2 separate regions of the Podarcis muralis genome follow, and region 1 is linked to region 2. The links are chromatin contacts, called in public Hi-C maps. All regions are on one chromosome and are shown on one strand. The core of a region is the stretch at or near the end of the contact, and the rest is flanking DNA. Distances in the headings are between cores, read along the strand shown.

Region 1 (3,995 bases), core at 94-2,593, 230 kb before region 2:
TTGTCCTCACTCCAGGCCCAATATTACCAAAGTCCACCTCTGCAAATACCATCTATTCTAATGATGTTTTTATTAACAGGGAATGTTTCTAGTCTTGGAAGATGTTAAGATTTCTCCAGAATGTGTGCATTGTATGCTAAGAGCTGGAAGTATCCCAAGGCAGCCTTGAAAACTTTTTTTTAAAAAAAAAAATTAGCTGCCTAGATCTGTATTCCCTCATCCAAATTCTGCCGGGTTCCGCTGCCGCTAGTCAAAGAAAGTAGTGTCGGGCTATATACTAGCCTCACTCAGTGTAAGCTACAATCATGTTCATAACTGGTGTTTTCTTTGATACTGTTTGCTAAACGCGACAGCAAAAAGCAGAAGCGTCCCTTCCTATTTGTGTGGCTATCCAAAAAGTCCAGGAAACATTTAGTACAATAATCTTAAGCGGAGCTTGGGTGAATGAACAGTTCATCCCTGACAGAGATTTATGTATAAGCTAAACAAGCTATAGCTTAGGTGGGGCCCCCAAAAAAAATTAAAGGGGGGGGAATGGATGTACATTTCCAAATGTGGGTGGCGCTGTGGGTTAAACCACAGAGCCTAGGACTTGCCGATCAGAAGGTCAGTGGTTCGAATCCCAGTGACGGGGTGAGCTTGGTCCCTGCTCCTGCCAACCTAGCAGTTTGAAAGCACGTCAAAGTGCAAGTAGATAAATAGGTACCCCTCCAGCGGGAAGGTTAAAAAAACAACGGCATTTTCGTGCGCTGCTCTGGTTCGCCAGAAGCGGCTTAGTCATGCTGGCCACATGACCCGGAAGCTGTACGCCGGCTCCCTTGGCCAGTAAAGCGAGATGAGTGCCGCAACCCCAGACTCAGCCACGACTGGACCGAATGGTCAGGGGTCCCTTTACCTTTACATTTCCAAAATATAAGATAAAAAACAATTAAGTAAAACCTACACACAGCAACAGTGTTTTGTGTTGTGTAGGCTCCTATTTGTTATGTGCAAATGGCTTTAGATACCTATTAGGTCCATATAGCATCTATTCAACACCAAAAAAAACAGCGACAATTTGTTGTTGACAAAGGACAGCTGGACATATAAAGGGCCCCATTACCTTCAGTAGCTTAGGGCCACATCAAACCTAAATCCGGCCCTGGGTGAACTAAGTTACTAAGAGATCCCTGCATTGAGGGAGCTGGGCTACTGGGTGACCCTGGAGTCCCTCGGAACTCTATGGTCATATGTGAACGCGCGCAGGCGCAGCTGCCGCTCTTTGTGAGGGGACGGGAGGACTTTTTAACCATAGAGTTGCCCAGCGGGATAGCCGGGCACAGCAACCCCTCGTCGCCTGACTTCCTGTCTGTGTCTGTGTGTGAGGTGACGGCTGTACCGGAAGCGCAGGGCCGCCTACAACTCTCGGGCTTTTCTCCCATTCTCTGCTCCTCCGCAACTTCTTCGCCTCCGGGGACGACGACGACGACGACTCGGCGCATCTTCTGCGAGGACTGCTTGCTGAGGGGGCCCGGCATCCTGAGGGGCGAGAGATACCGCGCAGCGCAGGCCTTTTCGCGCACGAGACGCGCGCGTGCTGCGCGGGCGCCTTTACCTGCCAACAGGTGTTTCGTTTCCCAGAGCGACCCCCGTCCGGCCCGCGCTCCCGGGATGGCCCTCAACAAATCAATGCACGCGAGGAACAGATACAAGGACAAGCCGCCGGATTTCGCTTACCTGGCATCCAAGTACCCGGAATTTAAACAACACGTGCAGATAAATTTGTCCGGGAGGGTGAGGTAAGTTCTCAGTAGCATATGCATGTATTCTGTATAATAGAGTATAATATAGTAATATTATTTATTTATTTATTTATTTGAAATCAATTTTTTAAAAAGTTTCAGGAGAGTCTTTATGTATGTTACAGTTGCTGCCAGAATTCTAATCGCAAAAGGCTGGAAGGGAGAGGATATTTCCATCTAAATTAGAATGGCAAAACAAAATGAGAGAGTGCGCTGAACTGGCGAGATTATCAGCAAGGTTAAGGGACGTTACAGATGGAAAATTTATCAGAGAGTGGGATATATGCAGAGTATATGTAAAAGAACATTGTCAAAAAGATCAATCCGTTGGCAGGTCTTGACTGAGCTTCGGTGTGTAGGTAGGATAATTTTATAAAATAAAATTTATAGTAAGTCAAATAACATGGAGAAAGTAAAGTTTAAGCGCATATTTAAGGAAATTAATTCAGGAACTCAAGGGGAAGATCGGAGGTCTTTTCAAATTTAATCACAGATGGATGTACAAAGCAAGTACTAGTTAAAGAATGAATAATTGTTTATTTCATATTTTGCCTATAACATCTATTGCATACTTCTGTTACAAAGTTTTCAACCGATAAAGCATTTAAAAACTGGAGGGGGGGAGTGAAATCATTTTTATTTGATTTTACAGATATGAATTTATAACATTCCAAATGCATATCCATATATAGAGATTACTCTGAATCTTGAGACTTCCCCCCCCCATGGGTCCTATTGTCAATATTTACAACTGCATATTATTCCATACAAAAATAATAGTATTGTTTTTATAATATAGTAATATTATAATATAGAAAATAACACTATAAATAGTATCTATAGAAGTAATATTATAAATAATAATTTTATTCTTCTCAGTAGCCTAATATAATGTAACATAATTATAATTATATTAGGCTGCCAATAAGAATCGCACTTCATGCCGATAGCAAAAAGGCAAGGTTTTTTTGTGGGGTTTTTTGCCCTGCATCCAAAAACTTGAGCCACTTGGGGGTTAGAGGAGGAATCACAGAACTGTAGAGTTGGAAGGGAGCCTGCCCCCCCCCGGGGGCATTTAGTCCAACCTGCTGCAATGCAGGAATCTTTTTACCCTATGTGGCGTCCAGTGCCACGTTACTCAGATTAAGTGTCTTATGCTCTACCAGCATAAACTGGAGTTTATGATATGCGTCGTGTTCATTTGCAGGCACGGGCCTGGTTCAGCCTTGGAAATAAGCCCACAAATGCTACTACAGTCATACCTCGTGTTGTGCTCTGCTCTTCTTACGGACTTTCAGCTTACGAACATGGCAAACCCAGAAGTGTTTACTTCCTGGTTTGCTGCATGCACAGAAGCGATCTGCACGCTTTGCGCACGTGCAGAAGCGCTTGATCGTCACGCACATGCGCGGAAGAGGCACTCTAGTTGCGGACTTTTGGGGTGCAAACGGCACCCCAAAACGGATTACCGTATTTTTCGCACCATAGGGCGCACCGGACCATAGGGCGCACCCAGTTTTTTGGGGGGGAAATAAAGGGAAAAAAATTATTTCCCCCCCAGGCGCGGGGCTGGGGGAAGCTCGAGCTTCCGCCGACCCCAGCCCCCAAACAGGCAGCTCTCTGCAAGTGGTGGGAGCGCTCCCGCTGCTTGCTGAGAGGTGCGCGAAGCCTGGACGTGCTGAGCTGAGCGTGCGCAGGCTTCAGCATGCAGGCAAGTCTCCGCAAGCAGCGGGAGCACTCCCGCTGCTTGCGGAGAGGTCCGCGAAGCCTGGACGTGCTGAGCTCAGCGCGCGCAGGCTTCAGCATGCAGGCAAGTCTCCGCAAGCAGCGGGAGCGCTCCCGCTGCTTGCGGAGAGGTCCGCGAAGCCTGGACGTGCTGAGCTCAGCGCGCGCAGGCTTCAGCATGCAGGCAAGTCTCTGCAAGCAGCGGGAACGCTCCCGCTGCTTGCGGAGAGGTCCGCGAAGCCTGGACGTGCTGAGCTCAGCGCGCGCAGGCTTCAGCATGCAGGCAAGTCTCTGCAAGCAGCGGGAACGCTCCCGCTGCTTGCGGAGAGGTCCGCGAAGCCTGGACGTGCTGAGCGCAGCGCGCGCAGGCTTCAGCATGCAGGCAAGTCTCTGCAAGCAGCGGGAACGCTCCCGCTGCTTGCGGAGAGGTCCGCGAAGCCTGGACGTGCTGAGCTCAGCGCGCGCAGGCTTCAGCATGCAGGCAAGTCT
Region 2 (3,866 bases), core at 299-2,798:
CCAGGATAGAGGTCTTCCCAACAGACGCTTGCCCACATACTACCACTTTGCAGCTCTTCCCCATCTTCTGGTCGGTGGGGGAAGAGGAAGAATGCAAGAAGCTGCAAATGGAAGGCATGCGGTGAAAACATACGTACGCATACAAACACCCACACATCTCTGTGTGGGCGCAGGAGCAAAGGAAGGACCAAAGGACATCGGTCTGTCTAGCTCCGTATCGTCTATGCGGACTGGCAGAGGCTTTCCAAGGTTTAAGGCAGGAGTCTGTCCCCAGCCATACCAAGAGTTGCCGGGGTCTGAACCTGGGACCTACTGCAAGCAGAGCAAACACTCTGTCGCTGAGCTATGTGCCTGAGGCTGTTTTTTGGAGTTTCAGGGAGGGACTTCCAGCAGAACAGCCAGGCTGCCTGGAGCCCAGGTTTGTACCAGCAAATTGGGGGAAAGGGCGTGAGCAGGAATGCAAGCGGCCCTAAAAGGATCAGTCGTCTGGGGAAAGACACACTGCAAGGTCCAGCAGTCTTGCTTTCAACTGACCCCGTCAGGAGCTCTAGAAACTTATCTCCAGCTTTGCGAATCCGATTCACACATTTTATTATTTGAGGAACGTATCGTTTCAATGCTGGAATGTATCAAATGTTATCCTGCAATCTGATTTAATCACGTCCATGCATTTCTTTATTTTTTAAAATTATTAAACAGTTTCAACATAACAATTTATCAATCCAGGCATTCAATTACATTATTTTTTCCCTTCCCATCCCTCCCTCTCCCTCCCACCCAGGGCTTCCCTCAGCTCCCCTCTCTGGTTTCTTTGCACATATTATTCTCTCCATATTATAAAATTGTACATATCCTTGCCTTGTCTATCATATATTCGACTAATAAATTTGTGGATGTTTATTCAAAGCCTGCTAAGGAGTCCAAGTCATGCGTTTCTTGCCCATTGCACAGGAAAGAAAAGTTTTCATTGTTGTTGCCAAAAGGTCGCTATTTTCATCTTGCATACATTTTCTACATCACATAGAAGTGTCAAAGTTCACTAGACTTTTGCCCCACTATTCCTGATTCTTTTTACTCCGTGCCCGGCTGAGGATCCACCTTGCATCGAAGTAGGCTCTAATTCACAAAAGGTTAGGCCAACAACGAACGCATTCCTCTTCAAGGCACTGCCAGACTCTTTTCCTTGTGTGTCATACAGGTATGCTAACCAGAAAGCCTGGACTGGTGGCTGTTCCCTGTTGGGCCTGTGCACAGGTCTGCTGTCACATAAACGAGTGGCATAAACCCTTGGTATGACGTGAGCATGCAATTCCACACTGATCTTGCTTTTCTCAGTGGTGCATCCTGTTTTGAGAGCTTCATCTGAGAAAGTTCGGCTGATCCTGATCGGCTGATCAGCACACACACCTGCATGGGGCTATATGGACTTACCTTCCCAAAGCGCCTGCCCCTTTGTTTCGTTACTTTCTGCCTTCAGCTTCAGCCTGGAGAGGAACTGAGGGCCAACAAGTCAGCGGAGCTAGGAGAAGTGGCAGAACCAGAAGGATGCAGCCCACAGCTCCATCTAGGGTTGCATGTGAAATGTTGCTTTGCTATACTATGCTCTGCAACTGCCAAGGAGTCACCTGGAGAGCTTCAGCTGCAGAACACTTAAGACAGCAGCACACATTGCACAGTGCGGAAGAGTTGCACAGTGCGCAGTGTGTGTTTCTGTGGGACGGGGGAAATGGTGGAATACCACAACACAGAGAATGGTTATGCGCTGTGGTCACACTTTTTTCACAATTAACTTATGAATTATCTGCCACAAGGTGGATAGCCACTGGCTGCTTTCCCCTGGGAAAACCTGCTGATAATAATAATAATAATAATAATAATAATAATAATAATAATAATAATAATAAATTATTTATATCCCGCCCTCCCCAGCCGAAGCCAGGCTCAGAGCGGCTAACAACAATAAAAGTAACACAGCATTTTAAAATCAATTCATTTTAAAATCAATTCAGAATCAAATTAATGGCAACCATTGGGCTAGAGTTCTGTGAGGATTACCAAAGGACTGTGCCTTGGCCAAAGGCCTGATGGAACAGCTCTGTCTTGCAGGCCCTGCGGAAAGATGTCAAGTCCCGCAGGGCCCTAGTCTCATGTGACAGAGCGTTCCACCAGATCGGAGCCACTGATGGGAGTTGGATCGGATTTACCACTGAATCAGAACAAACAAGAATGGTGGGGTAACCTAAAAACCTCTTGGACCCATGCTTTCTAGGCACAGCACAAGATGAAGTGTGGGTGAACCCTAAGATGATTAAAAATACATTAGTCGAGGATAGGTTTGTTAACAACCATTAGCCATAAAAAGCCACCATTAGTTATGCTAGCTAAATGAAAATCTAGTGTTCTAAAGCTATATAGCAGGGATGAAGAACCTGCAGCAGCCAGCCACTTTTTTGGACTACAGCTCCCATAATCCCTGACCATTGACCATGCTGGTTGGGCCTGATGGGAGTTGGAATTCAAGCTTTGAGTGGACCAGATGTTGGAAATGAGGGCTATAGGAAAGTTATCACTGCCCATATGGTATGTTTCTGGTGTGTTTCTCAGGGTGATCAAATATATTTATATAAAATGTTAGTTATGTTCTTTTACATAGGGTTTTCCCCCCTTTAAAGTGATGAATCCAGCTGAGTTCAACGAAACTCCTTCTTAAACAGGCATAATTAAGGACTGAGGGAACCCAATCCCAGCAACAAGCCCCAGTAAGTACAAGCCAGCCTCAGGTTTTGGTTTTTTCTTGTTTAAATTGTCCTTTTATTGATTTTGTAAAAAAAAAAAAAAAATTACAAAGACTTACAAACTTGGTTGTATGTGAACATATAGCAATAAAGTAAAACAGTTGCAACAATTATCATTTTTTACTTGTGGACTGACATGAGAGAGAACGAATGTCAGAGCATCATATTATGATGTATAACAACTTGTTAATAAAATAATAATAATAATAATAATAATAATAATAATAATAATAATAATACGCAACCCATCTGGTTGGGTTGCCCCAGCCACTCTGGGCGTCTCCCAACACGCATAAAAACATAATAAAACGTCAAACATTAAAAATTTCCGGATACAGATCAGATTTGGATTGGTGAGCACGGGCAAATAATAATTATCCATCTTTTGAGTCCCTTTTATGCTTATTACTCTCACGGGTTGAGGGGGCTCCTCCCGCCACACAGGGGAAAAAAAGAGGAGCCGGGGTTCGCTCTTGGCGGACTCCAATCCTTCCTCTCCTTGTTCAGCCAAGCCGGAAGTGGGCGTTCTACCCGCCACGACTCGTTCTCCGGAAGTGGACGTGTGAGCTTCCGTTCCCGTCCTCCTTTCGCTCTCGCTCTCCCGCTCTCTCTCCCTCTCCCTTTTCTCTCTCCCTTCCCGGCTCGCCGGCCGTTGATCGCCTGCAACAAGGAAGCCAAGATGGCGGCGGCGGGAGGAGGCGAGTGCGACGTGATCATGACGCCCGCGGCGGCGAACCTGGTGGCGCCTTCTCACCCTGAGGGGCCGGCGATGTTGAGCGACGAGGACGAGGACGCGGGGACGCGCAGGTAAGAGCCTCCGCCCGAGGGCCCCCTCCGGGCACACTCCCCACACGGGTTCTCCCGTCCCCTCGAGCGGGGGGGGGAGGAGACCCATGGAGGGGGGAGGGGCTGCCTCGGTGTGCGGGTGGGGGAGGGGAGAAGGCGGCGAGGGGCGGGGCCTGCACTGCAGGTGAGGGGGGGGAGTAAGCGGGGGTTGGGGGGTGCGCGCGAGAGAGAGGTGCATTGTCGTCAGCTGTGCCCCCAAAGGACCGTAGGATAAAGCCAATTAAT

The links. Hi-C and Micro-C count contacts between places; a contact is called where the count stands out from the background.
Region 1: a contact with region 2 is called in a Hi-C map of blood, with 8 times the contacts expected there. The contact joins the promoter of METTL16 here to the promoter of NKIRAS2 in region 2. A contact is called at or near these places in 2 of 3 Hi-C or Micro-C datasets (blood and tail).

Annotation. Positions count from the first base shown.
Region 1 is chr13:39,942,385-39,946,379 of rPodMur119.hap1.1, reverse strand. METTL16 (methyltransferase 16, RNA N6-adenosine) reads left to right here and starts at 1,343. Exons shown (of 9, transcript XM_028703088.2): 1 at 1,343-1,778. The coding sequence starts at 1,651.
Region 2 is chr13:39,710,177-39,714,042 of rPodMur119.hap1.1, reverse strand. It overlaps NKIRAS2 (NFKB inhibitor interacting Ras like 2), which reads right to left and starts at 1,548. Exons shown (of 4, transcript XM_028703089.2): 1 at 1,432-1,548; 2 at 1-101. The coding sequence starts at 64. It overlaps DNAJC7 (DnaJ heat shock protein family (Hsp40) member C7), which reads left to right and starts at 3,339. Exons shown (of 14, transcript XM_028705180.2): 1 at 3,339-3,602. The coding sequence starts at 3,475.